Linked DNA regions of Mus musculus: regions 2 and 3 are each linked to region 1. Evidence: chromatin contacts called from public Hi-C data. All regions are on one chromosome and are shown on one strand. The core of a region is the stretch at or near the end of the contact, and the rest is flanking DNA. Distances in the headings are between cores, read along the strand shown. Region 1 has its middle 50 kb from the start of Gm40261. Region 2 overlaps Cdk14 (cyclin-dependent kinase 14). Region 3 overlaps Cdk14 (cyclin-dependent kinase 14).

Region 1 (2,648 bases), core at 61-2,560:
TGTGTGGTGTGTATGGAAATCTAGACCTCCTCATTTTCAAAGGGGGGAGGTGAGGATATGAGTGTTTCTAAGAGATGGAGATCCCAGAGTGGCCCACTAACAAATTCCTGCCTACTAGACAGATGCCCATAAGAAAGGCAGCTAGCACTCACTGTTGGTGAGGAACCTGGGGAACCCCTCTTGCATTGGTAGTGGAAGTCCAACCCCATACAGATGTTCTAAGAATTTTAACTGGTAGTCCTTCAAAAAGCCAGGTCATGCCCACTGATGTTCCCACAATCTCATACAATGATGCTTTCCCAGCTACCTGGGTATCCCTTAATTGGACAACCACCACAGCACCTAGGTTTTATAAGCATTGGAGTGGATGGCTCTAGGAGGGAAGGGAGTGGGAGTCAGGATGGAGCATTAAAGGAAAAGCAGTCCACTTAATAAAACATGATGCAGGGCTTGTGAAGTTGGATGAGAGTAGACAGTGGGGTAAGAGATCTAATTCACCCAGCTCTGAGTCTTCTGTTAAAAGCAGACACGAGCAAGCTGTGTTTGTATGTCTGGGTCATGGCAAATGTGCAAGATGTTGAACGGTGGGACTGTTTCCAGAGTAGCCTCCTTCCTGTAAGGGAGGCCTTGTGAGGAACGGTCAGCTTCTCAGTAAGCTCTTCATCCACATGGCATAAACAGACGATTTCAGGGCCAGAATGGAACTCAGTAAAATGCTTGTTATGTCGTTCTCCGATGCCTGGAAAGATGAAACATTTACCCCCTGAGATTAATTTTTCACTGACTGATCAAACTCAATGTACTGTTTATGTTCTCTGTAACAGGAATTTTAAAGCACATAAATTTTTAAGCAAGAGTCTGATATCCAAAAAGATACATTACTTTGATCTAAAGTAATTTGAAGTTCAACTGGGTGAAGTACTCCTACTCTTTAAGCTACTTATTTATAAAATATGGATCTAGTTAATCAGATTTATAGTATGAAGCTGGGAACATTCTACGATGACTCATGATCACTAAGGTTCTGAAAAGACTTTCCTTCAGAGGCTTCACTACCTACTAGCCACATGCTGACCCATCACTGTTCTTTTCTGGATCAGTTTCCTCATCTGTAAAATGGTTGGACGAGCAGATATATGATGTCCTCTCAACTCTGCAAGTGCTGTGATTTCACAGCCACAAAGCACATATAAAACAGTAAATTCCACCAAACTGAAAGTTCTTCCCACAGTCTATCTGCATTGCTGCAAGCCAAGAGAAGCTGGCACACTCTAACCCCAGAGCTGTAGATGACTCAGTCTGTATTTGCACACAGTGTTTCTCTTGCGTCTCCCTGGCATTCTCTGAGCCAGACTTACTCATATGTTAGGTCCAGTGTACAAAGTGTCTCTAGTATTTCTGAGGCTGAGATTTGAGCAGTAAATGGTATGCTGATAGTCCTACGTTTAGGATCCATGACTCTGAAAGGTTTCTTTAGGGACATCCAATACAAATAATATCTTGTCTGGTGTCCAAGGTGGTGGTGTTCTATGCTGCTGCTGTTGTTGATTATGATGATGATGTTGGTGATGATAATAAAAATGATAGTAATGATGATGATACATTATATTCCTGGCACAGATAACATGCTGAGTGCTTTCCAAATATTTGAGTCCTTATAGTGCCTGCAAAATAAGTACTAACATTATTTCCTTTTATACCGTAGGAAGACACAGAGACATTAGATAACTTCCTTATTGTTGTTACCCATTGAGAAAATGGAAGGGCTAATATTTGAACATAGGCTAGTTAGGTCAATTGTTCATTATTTTAGATATTATGTCTCTACTATCTTTCTAATAAATAATGAAGCTCCAGATTATGTACATATTTGGATATTACGTTAGATAATTATCTGCACTACATGTTTAGCACAGTGTTCCCACTATTTCAGTGGTGAGGAACTCTTAAGAGAAAGATGATCAGAAAGGAACCCATTGACTTATTTCCCTTCTTCTGTTCCTGGATTTAACATTTCAATGAAAGTAGTTAGTAGTTTTTGAGTCCCTCTGCACCAGTCTGGGTGTTTTGTGTATTAAGTTCTGATTGTTGTTGCCCTATATGGAGTATGCTTGGAGATTAGCTCATCTCACTAATGAAGAGCTCTCAGGTGTTCCGTACCTTTTGCTGGTCAGATACCTACTGAAAATCTCAAGAAAAACCATCTAACTGAGAATCTGTCTGCCCCTTGATGCTCATGTCTAAGTGTGCTAGCATTAGTGGACCTGGGTGAGGGAAAATCTTTCTAAAATGTCTTTAACGTCACATCAAACTCTCACTCTTTGAGTCTCTTGTTTATGTGAATCAAGGTTCCCCACTTACTCCTGGACAGGCTATAATCTTAAATTAAGCAGCTGGTTCTTTGTCATTTGTGGGCTTTGAACAAAAACACAAAATCTTATTAAGCAACCAAGAGAAATAATACACCAAAAACTCGATTTTTATTTTCTCTACTGAAGCTATTTGAAATCCAGTATTATTATTTATATTTTTGGAGGATTTTCTTTCACTAGTGAGCGTTGTTTGAGCATTTTATTTCTTTCTTCACACATATTTAAAAGGCATTCCGACTGTGTGGTATTATGCTACACATGAAATGTTCTAGAAGG
Region 2 (2,648 bases), core at 40-2,539, 600 kb after region 1:
AGGGCCCACACAGTATCTCTCACTATTTGATCATCTCCCATTTCTTCTCAGCACTCCCTGTTTGCAAACTCCTAGGGACTTCCCTGGATGTGCCTGGTGCGCAGCCACACAACGCTTTGAGGACCCAAACTAATGAGTCATTATTATGAAGACGAATGTCCCCAGGAGCTGCTTCAGTGGTGTTTGAACAAGCAGGGGAGCTCTGGGGCCTTGAAGCCATACCACTCATGTGTGTCCAAGACCAAATATGACAGCTGTTTGCTTACAGGTTGAAAATGACATTTTCGAGAGAACAGAATGTGGTGAGAAACTAGACTGGCTCTACACATCCTTCTATTGCTGCACTGAAATCTGCACAAACAGGCAGCTGGTAATTGCAGCCATCCTCAAATTGTGAGAGGATATGATTCCAAAATGTCAGCTTTAGAGCTGACCACCCCATACTCCCTTACCTCAAAGCCAATCAATGATGCAGAGAATAATTTTCTTCGAAATATTATGAAGGGAACTCTCCAGGCACTAAATAAATTAAAACAACTACTTTGAAGTAAATAGAATTATAACAAAAGTCGTCAAGACTGAACAAAATGTGCGAGTGGATGACTTTTAGATCTGGCTGACTCAGCTGCTCCCCCTAGTGTCCAGACTGTGTTCTTACCTCACTGGATTGCTCTGCTGGCCAGGAATGTCCATCTCTAACCTACTTACTTCATAGCATATTGCTTTGTTAGGTACATTCTAAGTCAACTTCGAAGGTGTCAAAGTGGGAAAGATGATCTTTCTGCTTCGCGAGAAGGTGCTGATTTAAATCTTAATGATCCAGTGAGGTACCATAGCAAGAAAAACAGTAGAGTGCCCCTAACATAAATATACAAAGGGAAAGACTGTCCCTCCAAACACTCCTTCCTATCTAATGCTTTGTGCACGTATAGCACACCTGTCTAGCAGGTCATCTTTAAAATATGTTCTGGAGGTAAAACATCAAATTGGATAAAATATTCAAGGAAAGCTCAAAAACACAACATTGGGCTATTTCTAAAATTTCCAAATTAGGGCTTATGGCTCTGTTCGGATATAGAAGCCCAGCAGGGAAGTGTTTCCTTTTCTATTTTTTCACACCCAAAGGTAGCCTCACCATGGCCTTGGTATTTACTGCACATCTACTAACACCAACTACAACATTCTCAGGAAAAATCCAGTTGTGCTTCATGAGCACATGTATCACCTGCGGGACCAGCACTTTCGGGGAAGGGTGGGGACGAGCCTGGCCTGACCCCATTCAGTGTGCGTGGGCCTCGCCTTCCCAGCCATGAGCTCTATTTTCCAGATGTGTCTTCTTTGACTTAGTGGTTTGCCCTTAGTTCTCTTTTCAAAACGTTCAAACCTCCCAACTCGTCCAGCTGTTAAGAAGTCCCAAGGCAAGCAAATGCGCTCTTGGATTCGCACCCTTCGCTTTGCTGGAGACTGGATCCTAAGCCTTCTTCTCCAGCCAAAATAATAAAAGATCTTTTAAGTGGCTGAAATTCTTGGTGAATTGCACATATTTGCCAATGTCAGACAACTATAAATAGGGAGATTTACAAGAGAAATAGCTGAGTCTTCATAATTCCAGTAAAATAAAATGGACTATTTGGAACAGTTAAAGCCTAGGACATATTTTTATGAAATTCAGATTTATCTGCATTTAGCCCCAAATCCCCTTTAAGCAGGGAAAGCTTCCTGGATCATGCACTTTCGGTATGAGGAAACAAAAGGGCTTACTTTCCTTTAATGGTAATCATTAAACATTCTTAAACTGATAGTACTTAATTTATATTAAGCTTTTTAGTTTGGATATTTACTGCATCTTTTTATATCTTCTACCACAGCTCTATTATTATAGAATATTAAAAAATATCAGAAGGTAAAATCATGCTCATGGTCACTGATATAAGTAAAATCGCTGGTGTGAGCTAGGGCAGATGTGGTTCCAAAGTGGACAGGATTATTTGATAGCTATTTAGATTGAAGGTTCGCTAGCTCAAGAAGTCCCCGAACTCCTTGGCAGGCTAACACCTCCAGTAGCTTCCACAACTTCGATAATGCTACCTTTAAATAAACTGTTACTTAATTTTGTGCTTTAACTTTTTAAATATTGTTATTTAATTTTGTACCTTAATTAATGGCAAACTACTTTTTGGACTAGCTCATCATCACATATATTCCAAATAAATTCAATTATTGGAAATTATTTTGAATTCATTACTATAATACAAGAGAATGCAGAAATTGCTTCAGTTTATGAACTTCTACAAATTAAAAAAATCTACAAGGTAAAAATAGTTATTATTAGCATATATGCATTGTACAAAGTGATTGGATTTCATATTTTTATTAAAATTCATCATTACCCTATACATCTATATTATCCTTTCCTGTTTTTCCTGTTTTACCCAGACAGTCCTTTCTTCTTCCTGAAGAATCACCCTGTGGTACTCTTGTGTGTGTCATGTCATTCACATGCTCGTGTGTGTGTGTGTGTGTGTGTGTGTGTATGTAAAATCTAGATATAACAAAAAACACGCCATAATTATCCTTCTGATTTTAACATATTTTGTTAGTTTCATGGTTTCCAGTCCACCCATTTTTCCCATCTTCCTGCAACAGGA
Region 3 (2,648 bases), core at 98-2,597, 530 kb after region 1:
AGACTGGCCATTAGGAGTTCTGTTTTCAGAATGGACTTTCTGAGTTTGAATGCCAGCCCTAGAGCATTAATTTTGTTTCACTGGGGCTTCTTAGCCAGCCAGCCTGGTCTACCTGGTGTGCTCTGGGCTAAAGAGAGACCTTGTCTCAATTAAGGTTGACAACACCTGAGGAATTCATGTGAGATTGACCTCTGGTATCCTATACATGTGCACATACACACACATACATATCCTCACATATAGGTATATACACACATAAAGACTACTCCTTACAGAATAGCACTCCACTTATTGTTTATACAGAACATGCCAGAAATCACAGATATCAATACTACCTGCCCACAACCCTATAAGACTAACAAATAAGAGTGATGAGTACTTTTTTCATATCTAGCAAGTCTGAAGCTAAGTATTTGAGAGTATTTTATCAGTCATTTCTCAGGACATGTCTGTGAGTTATAAATTATTTGGATAAGGCAAGGGACCTACTTTCCGAAGGCCACAAAATTAATGTTTCAGAGATGTCACTCAAACCCAGAAAGATCATTTTGAAAGCAGAACTCCTAATGGCCAGGCTATAAGGCCTTAATGCTTCTCGAGTAAACAAAGTACTAAGATATGCCAAATGCATATACTATATAACATAAATCTCTGATGTGTCAAAAATAAAAATGCTGTCATTAACTGACAACAGCTTGGTAAGATCAGTATTACTAGTACTTGGAAATGAAGAGTCTGAGCTTTGGAGATGCTTAGCCACTTGCTTAACCATGGACAATAGATGTACAGTAAGAAATGATGTAGCTGGGATTTGACTCCAGATCTATGTGACTATGAAGCAAAGCCAGCAGCAGTATGGGATTTGTAGAGGACAACACACAGCAGGACTCCTGAGCATCACGGACAAAAGCTGACTATGGTCAAAGTCCATGTACTCATTAACCATGGTCTTAGTCAACAGCAGAGCATTTAGTGACAGTTTGCCTTCTGGGCATATAGTTCATTCTTCTTGTAGAGGGAGAGAGAAGACATAACATTGAATAGGGCAACCAATCTTGTGAGCGTTACTCCTTACCCTGATCTGAACCTGATTCTAAACTCTTGTTTCTATATGCTTCAATGCTTAAAATGTTTTGAACACTTAAGATATCCGGGTCTCCAGGATACAAATCAGTCATCCTGTCATACACAAAATATGGAAGCAACTGCAACGTAAAAGAGACGATACCATCCGAATGAAGGCTGATCCAAAAACACCATTTCAAACAACCAATGTTTCCTGTAATGCTACTTGTGTGCTCTCAGTTGTCTCTATGGCATTTTCATAGTGCTCAGTGTGGATCATGCCAACAGGCACTGCATAAAGGGCTTCCACTGCACAGGATGTAATGGGAACCTCACAGAAAACCATATGGCTTTTCACAATGGCTTCAAATGTCCAAAGGTACAATACCGAAAAAACCAAATCTTTCCAATATTAGTATACAAATAAATCAATGATGACAATGCTCTATTCTCCTTGCTAAATTTGTAGATAGGTTGGGGAGTGTGAACAGCTCCCTCTCTCTGGCTGATTTTCAGTTCAGATAACTCATCTTTATTCATTTCCTTTCAGTCACAATGAGCCATGTTGAGAGCAGCTGTAGGCAAAGAGGGGGAAAAGCTCTCTTCCCTCCCTCCTCCAAATCCTTGTCAAACAGTGCTTACAAAGAATCCATCTGGACTCAGTGCTGTGCAGGGCACCCATGAAATAGCAGAGGATGGGAGGGGGAAACCCATTTGTATCTAGTGTAGAGAATTAAAAGTCACCTGGATCTACATTTTGGGAGAAAATCAGTCTGATTAATCTCTGAGTTATTTGATGCAGTCAGGTAGAACCAGGCAACAGAGAAATTATACTTCATTAAATATAAACACAACCAAACCAAACCAAACACTAAAGGCGATGGCAAGGCTAGCATCAAGCAGCTATGTCTGTGAGGCCTGGCCGCCAGTTCCCATAAGAGTTACATACAAAGCTAGAAGATGAAAAATGGGTGTTCATAAGCCAAGTCCAAGACACAAACACAGGAAAAGGGTAGCACAAAGCAAGATCAAAGAGATGAACAGTGACAGTGACTGAGGTCTCAGGTCTTCAAAATCCTCTCCAGGATTAGGTAGCAAATGAATTGGGGGCTAACAGTTCCCTCCCTCCCTCCCTTCCTTCCCTTTCTTCTTTCTTTTCTCTCTCTCTCTCTTTTTTAAATTGGGTGAATAATTTTTTGTTTATTTTATGTTTTTGGATCAAACTTGGAGCTAGGAAGTAAATGCTTTTAACATTTTATTTAAAATGATTTCATCTGTTTTAATATGTAACCCCAAAGAAATCTTGTTTATAGATCGTTCTAGTACACTCCAATGACATAAAAATGGCTCCAGTTTCAAAGAGGCGACTTGGCAAGAAGTTACTGCATAAAATATTGCAGCCCTGTTTACTCCACAGCATTTTTGTTCATGCGTTTTTAATGGTTACATGAACCAAATGCTTAGGCAACTGTGTTCAAGACGATGATGAACGAGAGACAAAGATCTGTGGCGAGCAAGAACCTTTGTGGACGGCTTCCCAAGCTGCCTTCAAATATCACTGCATTGCAGAGTGAAAGGGTTTC

What was found. Hi-C and Micro-C count contacts between places; a contact is called where the count stands out from the background.
Region 2: a contact with region 1 is called in a Hi-C map of uterus, with 4 times the contacts expected there. The contact joins two enhancer-like sites. A contact is called at or near these places in 10 of 484 Hi-C or Micro-C datasets (the HL-1 cell line, bone marrow-derived macrophages, liver and 2 more) and 8 of 115 datasets of contacts at active chromatin or transcription factors (the NIH/3T3 cell line, astrocytes, a colorectal cancer cell line and 4 more).
Region 3: a contact with region 1 is called in a Hi-C map of uterus, with 4 times the contacts expected there. The contact joins two enhancer-like sites. A contact is called at or near these places in 3 of 39 promoter capture datasets (cranial neural crest, frontonasal cranial neural crest and liver), 5 of 484 Hi-C or Micro-C datasets (all in uterus) and 1 of 115 datasets of contacts at active chromatin or transcription factors (fibro-adipogenic progenitors).

The regions. Positions count from the first base shown.
Region 1 is chr5:4,322,246-4,324,893 of GRCm38.p6, forward strand. No RefSeq gene overlaps it. Among named protein-coding and RNA genes, the nearest start is that of Gm40261, 50 kb to the left of the region's middle. Within about 2 kb of position 1,311, at least 66 of the 459 cell types and tissues checked have an H3K27ac peak or open chromatin away from gene starts, as enhancers often do. A contact at or near this core is called in uterus, where this site is marked.
Region 2 is chr5:4,917,937-4,920,584 of GRCm38.p6, forward strand. All of the region lies in intron 12 of Cdk14 (cyclin-dependent kinase 14), which reads right to left. Among named protein-coding and RNA genes, the nearest start is that of Fzd1, 160 kb to the left of the region's middle. Within about 2 kb of position 1,290, at least 9 of the 459 cell types and tissues checked have an H3K27ac peak or open chromatin away from gene starts, as enhancers often do. A contact at or near this core is called in uterus, where this site is marked.
Region 3 is chr5:4,850,059-4,852,706 of GRCm38.p6, forward strand. All of the region lies in intron 14 of Cdk14 (cyclin-dependent kinase 14), which reads right to left. Among named protein-coding and RNA genes, the nearest start is that of Fzd1, 93 kb to the left of the region's middle. Within about 2 kb of position 1,348, at least 31 of the 459 cell types and tissues checked have an H3K27ac peak or open chromatin away from gene starts, as enhancers often do. A contact at or near this core is called in uterus, where this site is marked.